2 separate regions of the Triticum aestivum genome follow, and region 2 is linked to region 1. A link is a contact called in public Hi-C data. All regions are on one chromosome and are shown on one strand. Each heading gives the region's core, a stretch centred on a gene start, on an enhancer-like site or on the middle of the called end of the contact. The rest is flanking DNA. Distances are from core to core; before and after follow the strand shown. Region 1 holds the start of LOC123112101 (putative CBL-interacting protein kinase 27). Region 2 holds the start of LOC123116229 (WRKY transcription factor WRKY76).

Evidence for each region. A called contact is a pair of places that touch in the nucleus more often than the background predicts.
Region 2: a Hi-C map of leaf shows a contact between it and region 1, with 5 times the contacts expected there. The contact joins the promoter of LOC123116229 here to the promoter of LOC123112101 in region 1. A contact is called at or near these places in 3 of 5 Hi-C or Micro-C datasets (all in leaf).

Annotation. Positions count from the first base shown.
Region 1 is chr5B:401,617,159-401,623,979 of IWGSC CS RefSeq v2.1, forward strand. LOC123112101 (putative CBL-interacting protein kinase 27) reads right to left here and starts at 3,709. Exons shown (of 1, transcript XM_044533021.1): 1 at 1,782-3,709. The coding sequence starts at 3,369. The coding sequence ends at 2,026.
Region 2 is chr5B:402,261,833-402,268,201 of IWGSC CS RefSeq v2.1, forward strand. It overlaps LOC123116229 (WRKY transcription factor WRKY76), which reads left to right and starts at 1,477. Exons shown (of 4, transcript XM_044537217.1): 1 at 1,477-1,739; 2 at 1,843-2,193; 3 at 2,295-2,411; 4 at 2,520-3,287. The coding sequence starts at 1,584. The coding sequence ends at 2,888.

The DNA of each region.
Region 1 (6,821 bases), core at 2,459-4,958:
TTTTGGTTATTATCTTTTCTATTGTTACGATTGTGGGATGGTTGATTTTGACTCGGTGTAACATTTGCATTTGTTTCCCCAGCTTGTTGGCTTAGATGCGTGGCACTGCGGCAACTAATCAAGAGCGGGGGCAGTGCACATCAGAGCTACGCCGAATGTAGCGAGCCAACCGCGAATTGGGTATGTTCACACGAGGGATGGGAGAGGAGAGGAACATTAACATTTTTCATGATTTGGATGAAAATTTCAGTTCGTAGTTTCTCCGTACGTGGCAACACACTAGCGGTACTCATGGGCTTAGGATGAAAGTAGCGCGAGCAGAATCAGTAGGTTGGATGGGAAGGCGGTTGTTGCCCTTGTCCCTTGGTGCTAGCCTACCGTGGCGGCCTCACTAACTTGCTCATTGCGAATATGAGTTTGTGGGGTCGCGAAGCTGCAGATTTGTTTTTATCATTTTTTACAATATTTATTGACGTATCCCTAACTCATCGAGTCATTTTTAGCTTTGATTTCCCATATACGCCAGCCTAAATATCCCATGGTCAGAATATTTGCATGGTTAGTGGACATTGTCCCTTTCTTTCGTATTCAGTGATGGATGAAAAGTCAGAAATGACAATTCTGCTGTATTATTCAATTCGAACTAATGCTTAGTATTTTATATTGCCGATAGAAATAATTTTATCCGCTTGATTTAGGAAGTGCACATAGGTAGGTCAACATATTTTGTAGCTCTTTCAGATGTAAAAGTATATGTTGCATAAGAAATTATTATCTTCAAAGCATACTCACATTTCACTAACAAATAGGGGGAGGTTCAAACTTCAGAGCAATGATAACAAGGTTTGTTCCTCACTCTTTTGTTGGGATTTTAGTTCCAAGTTAACATGATTTCTTATCCGCTTCATAAGTCATGCATTTGCTTAATTAGGTGATAAGTAGAGCAAAACAAAATTGATCATGTTATTGTGGGGTTTGTTTAAACTCCAGCATAAGGAATTCTGATTTAAAAAAAAGACTTTTGGCTTCTTTAATTACAAATTGATTGCAACACCGTGTTAGTATGTGATTTCTCACATCTGGTTATAATATTTGTGAAGACGTGCATTGCACGTGCACTTCGAAGCGGGCCCGTGGCCCACGCCGACGCTAACCCGGGCCACCTCCTCCGCGTATTCTTGAAGTTGTGGCTGGCCGATTTACATGAAATTAATTCCCTCAGTTCTGGTGACAAATATAATACACATAATCCATATTGTTATGCACTAGCGTGTGTGTGAAATAGATGGATTATGGTCCCGTACCCAATAAGATGGATATGTGTGTGTTAGAGAGAGGGAGAGGGGGAGAGAGAGTGAGGAAGAGGGAAGGAGAATATGTGTGTGAGGATTTGATGGTAAAAAAGTCGTCAATGTCGTAATATTGAACTATTAAAATTAATGTGGCCTTGTTGCAACGCACAGGCGTTCTTCTAGTTAGAGGTAGTATAGGAATGTTATAGGATGGCACTTGCCGTCCTTATGAATTGCATTACCTCGTTCCTACGCAAAAAATGAGGTTTGAGTGTCCTTTAAAAACATAGAAAATGAGTAGTATTTTTGAGAAAGTTCTACACTCGCTTCCTACAAACCAAATGCATCTATAGAAAATTTCCTCTAAAATCTCATTTTCATGTTTATCCTTTGAAAATCCTCCCGAACCGAATGAGGCCGAAGCTTTCGGATAGTCTCGCAGTTACCAGCCGGAAGTTGCAATGTCAGGCGAAAGCATCCACACATGAATTTACGAAACAACATAGTACTGTTATTCAAAGAATTCATAACAATATTGGCAGACGCAGACATCACATCACTTGGCGCCGATTCTGTCTTGCTGCCGCGCGCAAAAACCAGCCAACAACTACAAGCACAACCATACCAGCAGCAGCCATCAACTTCGGCACCGAACAATAATGCACACCTAATTACGGCCGGATAGCAACAGTGACAGACAGGGGCAATAATGGTGGTGTGGACGACAGCGACATCAAGTGGTGGCAGGGGGGTCACCGGGGGACGCGGCGGCGGCAGCAGCAGCAGCAGCCCACACGATGTCCTTGAGCGCCGGCCGGAGCTCGTCGCTGCAGAACGACCGGTACTCCATCGTGTCGCCGCCGTCCTTCTTGACGTCGACCACCAGCACTGACGGCGCCACGCTGAAGAACTCCGCCGCCACCCCGAGCCGTCCCTTGCGCCCGCGCTCGGCGCCCTCCAGCCGCACCCCGCGCGCGCCGCTCTTCGTCACGCGCATGGCCCCGCCGGTCGCCAGGCCCTCCAGCCGCGAGATCACGCCGCTCGCCGGCTCCCGCGTCGCGAACCGCATGACGCCGCCCCTCGTCCCGCGCCCCGTCGAAGGTTCCTGGTCGAACAGCGGCGACAGGTCGAAGCCCGCGGAGAGGGAGATCAGGTGAAAGGCGTTCAGCGCCTCGGGGGGCTCGTCCTTGTCCTCGCCGTTGCCGCGCGCGGCCGCTGATGGCACGGGCTCCAAGAGAGGGCTCGGAATGGGCGACGTCTTCTTGAACCACGGCGACTCGACAAGGCTGGCGACCGTGATGCGGCTGCTCGGGTTGGGGTCGAGCAGCCTGCCGATCAACTTCCGGGCGTCCTTGGAGACCCACGACGGGCAGAGGAAGCCGCCGCGCTGCATCTTGCGGTACATGGACATGAGGTTCTCGTCCTGGAACGGCAGGGCGCCGACGAGGAGCACGTAGAGGATGACACCGCAGGACCAGATGTCGGCCTTGGCGCCGTCGTAGCCATTCCCGCCGAGCACCTCGGGGGCCACGTACGCCGGCGTGCCGCACGCGGTGTGGAGCAGCCCGTCGGGGCGTGCGTGGCCAGCGAGCGCGCTGAGCCCGAAATCGGCGACCTTGAGGTTGCCGGCCTCGTCGAGGAGCAGGTTCTCGGGCTTGAGGTCGCGGTGGTACACGCCCCGGCCGTGGCAGAAGTCGACCGCGGAGATGAGCTGGCGGAAGTACCGCCGCGCGACGTCCTCGCGGAGGCGGCCGGCGCGGGAGATCCGGGCGAAGAGCTCGCCGCCGCGGACGAGCTCGAGGGCCAGGTAGATCTTGGTGCGCGTGGCCAGCACCTCGTGCAGCTCCACGATGTTGGGGTGGGACACCATCTTCATCACCGCGATCTCCCGCTTGATCTGCTCCACCATCCCGGCGCGCTCCACCTTGTCCTTGGCCACCACCTTGACCGCCACCCCGCGCCCCGTGTGCAGGTCCCGCGCGGCGTGCACCCGGCCGAAGTTGCCGTGCCCCAGCACCCGCCCCAGCTCGTACCTCCCCTGCAGCACGTTGGTCTTCCCCTCCGCCGCGTCCTCCATTGCCGCCCCCCTCCTCCTCCCCGCGCGACCGAACCTCGAGCCCCGCACTGAACCGGCCGGCGAGTGTCGACGCACGATCTACCCGTCCTCGACGTGCTTGCGGTGGCAATTGCGGCCGCCGCGCAGGCTATGCTTGCCGGCGAGGTCAGTGCGCGTGCTCCTCCACATTGCTCCGCATTCCCAAAGGCAGCGAGGAGAAGATGAGATGATGGTGGACGAAAACCTCTCGTCGACGGCGTTGGTTACCGGCGGTGTGAGACACGAAAAGGCTTTTTCGTTGGAGCAAAGAGATGGAGGCCGCCGCGGGATAAATATCGCGGCGCTTGCGGATCTGGGGAGCGCATCGAGCCGTTGGATGGGATCGGACGGCGGGGAGCGGGAGGTACCTGGATGGCTGTGACGCAACTAACGGCATCGGGAAGGAGCAGGACGCGAGAGTGATGGGCGCGGGCGGAAACCGTATGCGGTGAAGGGAAACGGGCGACGGTTTTCGTGGACGGTATTGCGTTGGGTTGGGATGACGACGAGGGCCACGCGGCGGCCGCGCGGGGCCCACTGGCCAGGTGGTGGTGGCGTGGTGGATGTGGTGGTCCGGCATGGGCGCGGGCCGTAGTTATTATTGGTGGGCCATGCCATGATCCATTGCTAGCGGATCGAGCTCGTGGCTCTCTTTTGTCGTTTGAAATTGAACTCTATCCTCTCTCGAAAAAGAATACGCGGGGCAACTAATCGCGATTGCTATGTATCGCCCGCTGCAAGGGAATCCCTATCGGTAAGATCGCTCACGCGACCTCCCGCTACAGCGCTATACTGGGCAGACCCATATAGTTGCACTAGCATTCTGCGCCATGAACCAGCTGCTGATTTTAGGAAGTTTCTTGGTAGGTTTTGACCTTCAAGGAGGTCCATAAACCTCTATTTTTTTATTTAAAGTTTTGTACTTTATTTATTTGTTTGTTTTTTCTGTTTCATTTTTCTATTTCTATGAATTTTATAAAATGCCTACATTTTTAAAAAATTATCCTTTTGAAAAAAATTCGGATTTTCAAAAAAAGTTACTGGGAATTTCAAAAATTATTCTCATTTTTATTTTACTTTTAAGAATATCAAAAGAAGTTTCCTTTTCTTAAAAATAGCATACTTAAAAAATGTTCGAATGTTTTTTAAAATGTTCAGAGAATTTCATTAAATGTCTGCCTTTTTAAAATTTTGTATGAAATTTAAATCAATGACCATCTTTTCAAAAGTTTTTGACACATTCAAAAAATGTCCACATCTCAGAAAATTCCCACATTTTAAAAAATTGTTCATGTTTCCTAATTTTGTTCACAAATTCAAAAAAACTTGGTTAAAAAATTGTTTGCCTTTTCCAAAAATATTTGGGATTTAATAAATCTAACGGAATCGCGATGTAGTGGTTGGGAATCCACCACATATGTGAAACGTTGAGATTGGTGCAGCCTTTTGACTATAAAAAACTAATCATTTTCACAGTATAATGAGCATGGGAATACAGCCTGATGTATGGAGCCCTCTGCATGCAATGCAGCTTTATGTATGTGCATAAGGTAGCCTGACAGTCCAAGTATATTAAGTTTCTCTCCATAGAAAAGTACCTATAAAACATAGCAAATCTTTTGAAAAATGATATATTTCGAACCAAAATTCCCTTTTCAATTTCTACATGTATTTGAATTCAGGGCGATGATACCTTTTAAAACAAGACTGGTCTTGGATATATTTTGAATATTTCAACTTTATAGTTTTCGTACTCATTTCAGAATTGATTTAAATCGTGCAAAAAACATTTTTCATTCCTTTCGAAATTGATTTCACTCATTTCAAAATTCACTCACTTGGAAATTGATTTCATTCAATGCAAAAAACTGATTCAATAATTTCAAAAAACAGATTTCACTTAATTCAAAAAAAGTTTCACACGTTTCATAAAATAGATTTTGCTCATTAAAAAGAGGTTTGAAATAATCAGTTTCACATGTTTTAAAATAACTAGCTTCAAAATTTAACAAGTTTCACAAATTTCACAGCAAAAATATGTGTTGTTTGTATGAAAAATAGATTCCACTCATTTAAAAAAAATGGTTTCACGCAATTAAAAGACCTTATTTCACTTATTTCAAAAAACTAGTTTAACATATTTTATAAAACTACAAGTTAAAATAACAATTTCACTCATTTCAAAAATAGAGTCGCTTATTTTAATTTGTTTGTTGAAATAATCAGCTTCAAAATTTTAAAATACCTTACTACGCATTTTTGTAATAACAAATTACACGTATTCCACACTGAAGTATGTTTTTAGAAAATTGATTATTCAAATTATTTCATTTATTTGACGTAATACAAAAAATATATTTCAGAAAAACCGGTTTCACTTATTTCAAAATTTTAAATTCAATCATTTTTTAATGTATTCAAGATTGATCTTGTTCTAAAGGTCTTGGCTCTATGAGTTCAAATATATAAAAACACTAAAAATGAAATTATGGGTTAAAAGATATGGTGGGTTTAAATTAGCATAGGTTGAATGAAAAGATGGATTTGTTGTGTGGGAGAGGAAAGAGAGTGGATTTCTTTTATTTCTTCCATTCATAGATGTGGAGGGGGGGGGGGGGGGGGTAGAGATAGAGCACATGTGTGGGGACCATCCTGATTTGACTTAATCTCCTATATGAAAAGTGGGTTGAAAATACAAAGCTATACAAATGAAGTGGGCATACAACACAAAAACTGCAAAGCAACTATGTGGTAGATGCTTCGCAGCTAGGTAACACTTTCGTTAGAAAGCTCTTTACCCACGACCAACGACATCGAGAAGGAGCAGGACGCAAGAATGATAGGCGCAGACGGAAACCATATGTGGAACTGCGCTGAAAGGAAAACGGGCGACGATGTTTATGGATGGTATTGTGTTGGACTAGGATGACAACGGCAGCGGCCACGCATGGGGCGCACATGTCAGGGCGGTGATGCTTTGGTGGTCCAACATGGGCACGGGTTGGAGTTATTGTTGGGCCATGTCATGATCCATTGTTAGCGAATCAAACTCGTGGCTCTGCGTTTGTCGTTTGAAATTGAACTCTATCTCATCTCTAAAAATACTATACGTGGAGCAACTAACAAATATTCTTATGTATCGCCCGCTGCAATCCCTATCTCTAACATCGCTCATGCCATCTCTCACTACAACGTTATTACTGGGCTCGCCCATTTAGTTGCGCTAGCATACTTAGGAGTCGTGAACCGGCCGCTGATTTTAGGAAGCTTCTAGAAGGTTCATAGCCAGTCATGGACCTTCTAGCAGGTCTCCAATCCAGTATTTTTATTTACTCTATTTTCCTTTCTTTGTTTTTCTGTTTCTTCTTTCTTTTTCTTCACATTAACAAAAAGAAATAAAAAATATTCAAATTTTGTTCACACTTTCAAATGAC
Region 2 (6,369 bases), core at 227-2,726, 640 kb after region 1:
AGAAATGAGAGGATGGGAGAGAACGGTGCATGGGTCTCTACGGTAAGTGATGTGCACGGTCGATGCCTTCGTGTCAAAACCAAGGTTTACCTTGCAGTAAACACGAGTTTACGACAAGTCAATACACGAAACACATAGTATGCTGCTTTAAAGTATCATTCATTCTACAGGGATTCATTCTACAGGGAAGAAAAACCATTCATCGTGTTTCCTTCTAGAGAACCAGAGGTTTTCATTGTAGTAAACACGAGTTTACGACAAGTCAATACACGGAACATATAGTATGCTGCTTTAAAGTATCATTCATTCTTCAGGGAAGAAAAATCATTCACCGTGTTTCCTTCTAGAGAACCAAAGGTTTTCCTTAAACACGAGTTTACGACAAATCAATACACGGAACATATGGTATGTTGCTTTAAAAAAAATCATTCACCCTCCAGGGAAGAAAAATCATTCATCGTGTTTCATTCTCGAGAACATGCAGCTCTCTTTTTCCGCAAAAAAAAAAACATGCAGCTCTCTTGGCGGTAGAGTTTCGCTTCATCCGAAAGTAATCTGACGGGTTCTCCCCTGGCTGAAAAATAAAACCCGACGACTTCAATTAGCTCCAGGTCCATAGTAATATTCAGAATCCAGAAAGACTTCCGTCGAGACTTGACAAGTCATGATGCGTGTCTCTCCAGCTCTCACTTTTTTTGTTTTGTTTGAGAAGATCTCCAACTCCTACATAAGCAAATGACATACTCCCGTGACGCGCGGCACATGCGGTCATCGCCGGGCCAAAACGGCGATAGCTCTCTTGGCTGCAGTCGTGCATCAGGTCACGCCGTACAAGACAAGGTAAAGCACAGTAACTAGATCGCGCAAACGGTCGCCATCGGGCCAAACCGCCAAAGCGGAGTGCTGTACAGGTCGGGTGTGTACAGTTGAGTTTCGTACAAGTTTCTTCACATCTCGCAGCACAAAAGCAGTCTCAACAAATCGCTAATATTTTCGGAGCCATGCTCTGGCGAACTCCTCCCAGGCGAAATATGTAAAGAAAACAGTCTAAAAGAAATCGTTAGAATCTGAAGGGAACAAGCATTTGATCAACAGACTGAATGAACAATCCAAACGACGAGGCGCCGAGTATGATCGCATTATGTGCATCATTTCCACGCCCCTGCACTGCGCGAGATTCTTCCGTGGACCGCCGTGTGTTTCGCGTTGGTGTGGTCGATTTCATCTGCTCTTTCTGATTCGTGAGACAGACGACGCAGAGACAGCGACTACACCTTGCAGCTTGGTGTTACGCGGGCGGGTGACGCTGGGCATGCTGACGAAACAAGCGTACGTCAAATTCACACGTGGGCACGACTCTGCCTGACCACGCTCTGTTCCGCGCCACTTGCGCCCCCGTTTTCCCACCCGACCGCGGCGTATCGCTCGATCCACAAGACCTGTCTCCCGAACCCCCGCTATATTTACCCACGTCCATGGCGAACCCAGAAAGCATTCAACTGTGCTCTTCTCCTGCTTGATTCTTCAGGCATAGCACTCGCAGCACCAAGTTTCCAGGGTCGCGCCCGTGTGATTGCTGATCAATGGACACGGCGCGGCGCTCACCGGTCTGCCTCGACCTCATGGTCGGGCTTCCCATGGTCTGCGAGCCATCTTCAGCGAGGTGCACCGGAATGAGAGCCCAAGCCGACATTGCAAGCTCGGCCTGTGGCAGAGCAACTTCCATGACCAGCAGCGAGGTATGCAACCGCTCAATCACACTCTGTTGTTTGTCACCCCGTCTATTTCTTGATTTTCGCTCGAGGTGCTGGATTTGATCCTGGAAATGTGGGGGATTTCCAGGCAAATAAGATTATGGAGGCGAAGTTCACGGAGGTGACCGAGGAGAACCGGAGGCTGACCGAGATGATCGGCTACCTGTACGCTAATAGCCAGAATTTCGCGCGACAGAGTCCCGAAGGCGAGGGCGAGCAGCCCGCAAGTACTGCTGCGTCGCCGACATCGCCGGTGGGCAAGAAAAGGAGCAGGGAGAGCATGGACACGTCGGATTCTGGCGATGTCAACAGCGACAAGAAAATGGGCACGGCCGAGGCCGAGCATATCGACGTCGAGAGCCCGCTGAGCAACGGCACTTGCCGGAGAATCAAGGTCAAGAGGGTCTGCACCCGGATTGACCCATCGGACACGAGCCTCGTAAGTCCATATCGACCAAAGCTAGCTAGAACCCTCCACTGTTCTAAACAATCGTCAACTAATTGCAACTGTACTGATACTGAAACGTATGGCATCTGTAGGTGGTTAAAGATGGGTATCAATGGCGGAAGTACGGGCAGAAGGTGACACGGGACAACCCGTCCCCCAGAGCCTACTTCCGATGCGCCTTCGCGCCGTCCTGCCCTGTCAAGAAGAAGGTATCGTACAAACTCCGCCCAGTTCGACGAGCATTGTGCAGCACTAATTTCGGTCTGAAAAGCTTTTACTCTGTCACTAATTTCTTGGTGCGATCCATGGTGGTGCAGGTTCAGAGAAGCGCGGAGGACAGCTCGGTGGTGGAGGCGACGTACGAGGGCGAGCACAACCACCCGCGCCCCACGCGGGCCGGCGAGCTGCCGAGCTGCGCAACGCAGGGCGGCGGCTCGGTGCCGTGCTCCATCTCCATCAACTCCTCCGGCCCGACCATCACGCTGGACCTCACCAAGAACGGGGGAGGCGTGCAGGTCGTCGAGGCAGGGGAGGCGCAACCGGACCTGAAGAAGGTGTGCCGGGAGGTCGCGTCGCCGGAGTTCCGGGCGGCTCTGGTGGAGCAGATGGCCCGCGAGCTCACCGGCGACCGAAAGTTCACCGACGCGCTCGCCGCCGCGATCCTGCGGAAGCTGCCGGATTATTAGCATTAAGTAGAAGCTATCGAGATTCGAGACAGTGCATACTTCAGAAACAAACACCCGTGCGGTGTTCTAGTACAGCTTCAGAAAAGGAATTCTAGCACTTCTCTGCTTAGATTTAGGGCCTGTTTGGAGACTCTCCCGCTCTCCAAATCCGCTCCAGGAGTTGGTGGAGCTGTAGCTAAAAATGATGGAGTGGGGAAAAGGCAGCTCCACAAATTCTCAGATTTCAGGGAGCTGGAGGACTGCCGAACAGCCCCTTAGGGCCTGGTTCTCCCCGAATTGTACTGCATAATTTGCAGTTTTTCTTGCTATTTGATGATCTGAATCGTACCACAGGAAAATAATGTATCGGGGAAAAGAAAGTATGGAGAAAATAACTTGAATCGTGCCACAGTTTGAAATTTAATACTCTTTATGACTGACATGTGGCAGCCTTGAATATCCCTCAAATAAACAATATTCATGATTGTAATTGTGCTCCTTATAGGCCATGTTTAGTTCATAAGTTTTAGAATTTTTTTTTTCCAACTAAAAAGTCGCTAGTCCCTAAAAACTCTCTACCTGTTTAGTTCTTGGGACTAAAACCTGTTTGATTCCTGGGACTAAACATGGACTAAAAGACCATGTTACAACTAAAAGTACAAAAAGACTCTCCCTTAGGGTCTTCTTTCATAAGTTTCAAATGCTCACTTAGTCCCTCTTATTTGGTTTAGATGAAACTAAAAAAACTTTTTTAAATGCTTATACCGATAAGTCCTTCTAAACAAACACCCCCCTAATCGATCATATGAGGTAATTTTGTGAGAACAATGGTTGCGGATGAACAGGAACTGGGTGTGTTTGGGGGAAAATGTAAACACACTAAGAAAATTGGTACGTACAGTAATTTCCCTTTTAACATTATTTTAGTTTCTTTTTGAGCAAAACTTTATTTTAGTATACACCCGCAAAAATTATATTTTAGTACACAGTATTTTTAAAAAAATACTAATAAAAAACAGATTTGTTAAATAGTTTACATCTAGATGTGAAATAGTTATCTCATATCTAAGTTTGTAACCATCCGATTATGCGTATCAAGATTCGGAGGCTATTACATGAGCTAACGTTTCTGAGCGAAATCACTAGTTAAGGAGTACTGGTTCTGAAGATCATTGTGCGCCACTTGTCGCAATCTGGAAGTTTTCCCTTTTTTCGTAGTTTCGTTTTATTCAAAATGTTTTATCTTTTAAACCATGCGTCCAAATCTCAAACCGCTTTCGCCGTTGGATTCTTCGCGTCGAGATCTTCGAAACTAGATCACATGTTGATAGGTTTTGAAGAAAAAAATTCATGAAAAAAAACGGACGAAGAAAACCGAACCGAGAGCATGGGTTTTCCCTTTCCGAAAGAAGTATGCCCGTGCCTCTGACAAAATCACAACAGTGCCTCTCACGAAAGCAAAACTGTGACTCTCACAAAAAAAACGCATTTTTTCCTTTTCTGAGGAGGCACGGCCGTGACTCTCGCGAAAGCACAACCGTGCCTCTCGCGAAAGAAAAAAAATAGAAAACACGTTTTTTTTCGTTTCGAAGAGGCATGGCCGTGCCTCTCGCGTAAGCTAAACCGTGCCTCTCGCGAAAAGAAAAAAAAATAGAAAACGCATTTTTTTCCGTTTCCAATAGGCACGGCCGTGCCTGTCGTGAAAGAAAAAAATGCGTTTTTTTGCGCAAAATCTTTTTTTCCAAAAAAAATGTCATCGAAAAGCTAGGAAAGACCGGTGGAAAATCATAACATCGAAAAAAGGGGAAAACCGTTTAAAAAGCAGAAAACGCGTGCGAAAAATTAAAAAAATGAAATCCATAGGGAGCGCTCAGAGCGCGACATGTGGCGAATCAAGCCACTAGGCTGACTTCCCTACGCTGTTTATTTTGACGACAAAGAGCCTTACTATATACCCAACCTATTATGCTTGTTATTTTATGACAAAATGAAAAGAAAAATTAAAAACGAATGCACAATATAAAAAACGTGAATTTCAAAGAAAGTTTATAAAATTGGAAAGGTTCGTACAAACTAAAAGAACGTAAATTTCAGAGAACTTCACGAATTTGAAAAAAGTTCACAAAATTTACAATAAAGTTCATGAAATTTCAAAAAAAGATCACAAATTTGGAAAACGTTCATTGATTTTGAAAATAGTTCACTGATTTTAAACAAAAAGTTCACGAACTGAAAAAAGATCATCGATTTTGAATAAAAAAGTTCATCAAATTCGAAAAAATAGTTCACTGATTTTGAAAAATGTTTGTTGATTTTAAGAACAGTCATCAACTTAGAAAAGGTTCATCAAAATTTAAAAAAGTTCATTGATTTCAAAAAAGTTTATCAAAATTGAAAAAGTTCATCAATTTTAAAAAAAACTCGTTGGTTTTGAAGAAAAGCTCATGAAAATTGGAAAAAGGTTCATTAAATTTGAAAAGGTTCATAGAGTTTCAAAAAAGTTCATCAAATTTGAAAAAAATCATCAAATTCAAAGGGGTGCAGGGGAACCTGGTCGTACAAAAAGGAAAAAGCAGAAAGTAAAAAAGGAAAAAGGGAAAAGGAAAAAGGAAAAAAATGAAAAAGAGAGAATAAAAGAGGGGGAAGGTTATAATTTTTCAGAATCAGCTGCGTGGTGGGGTGGTAACTGAAGCATGTAACGACGAGTGAGGTCCTAGGTTCGAGTCGCAATGCCTGCTCCTCACTTTTTTATGTTCTAACATAGAACAAAAACCCGAGGCACCCCAACATGGGCCGGCCCATCACGGAGCGCTGCAGGCGCCAGTTTGCGAAAGTGCACACAAACGGGCGCCTGCAGCTCGTGCCTGGTAGGTGTGTACATGCGTGGTTTTGCGGGAGCTCCTATTGAACGCTCGCGTGCGTCCAATAGTCCAGCATTCGCTGAAGGGGCACACAAAACGGGCCGGCCCATTAGCATGCCTCAAGCGGATGTGAAAAAAATCAAAAAAATCAATCACGAATAGTAATAGCCAGAGGGTGGGACTAGAACTCCTGACCTCACCAGGAGCGCTGCAGGCGCCAGTTTGCGAAAGTGCACACAAACGGGTGCCTGCAGCTCGTGCCTGGTAGGTGTGTACATGCGTGGTTTTGCGGGAGCTCCTATTGAACGCTCGCGTGCGTCCAATAGTCCAGCATTCGCTGAAGGGGCGCACAAAACGGGCCGGCCCATTAGCATGCCTCAAGCGGATGTGAAAAAAATCAAAAAAATCAATCACGAATAGTAATAGCCAGAGGGTGGGACTAGAACTCCTGACCTCACCAGGAATAGAAACGTCTACAGCTAGTCGTCCGCAAAACTACTTGTGACTAAACGGAGCGCTAACACTAAAGTACTTGACAGACACTTTTTTTTTCAATTTGCGAAACATTTGCTGGAAAAAGGTTTGAACATATTTTCTAAAAAATGCGAATATTGTTTAATAATGAAACTAAATTCCGAATT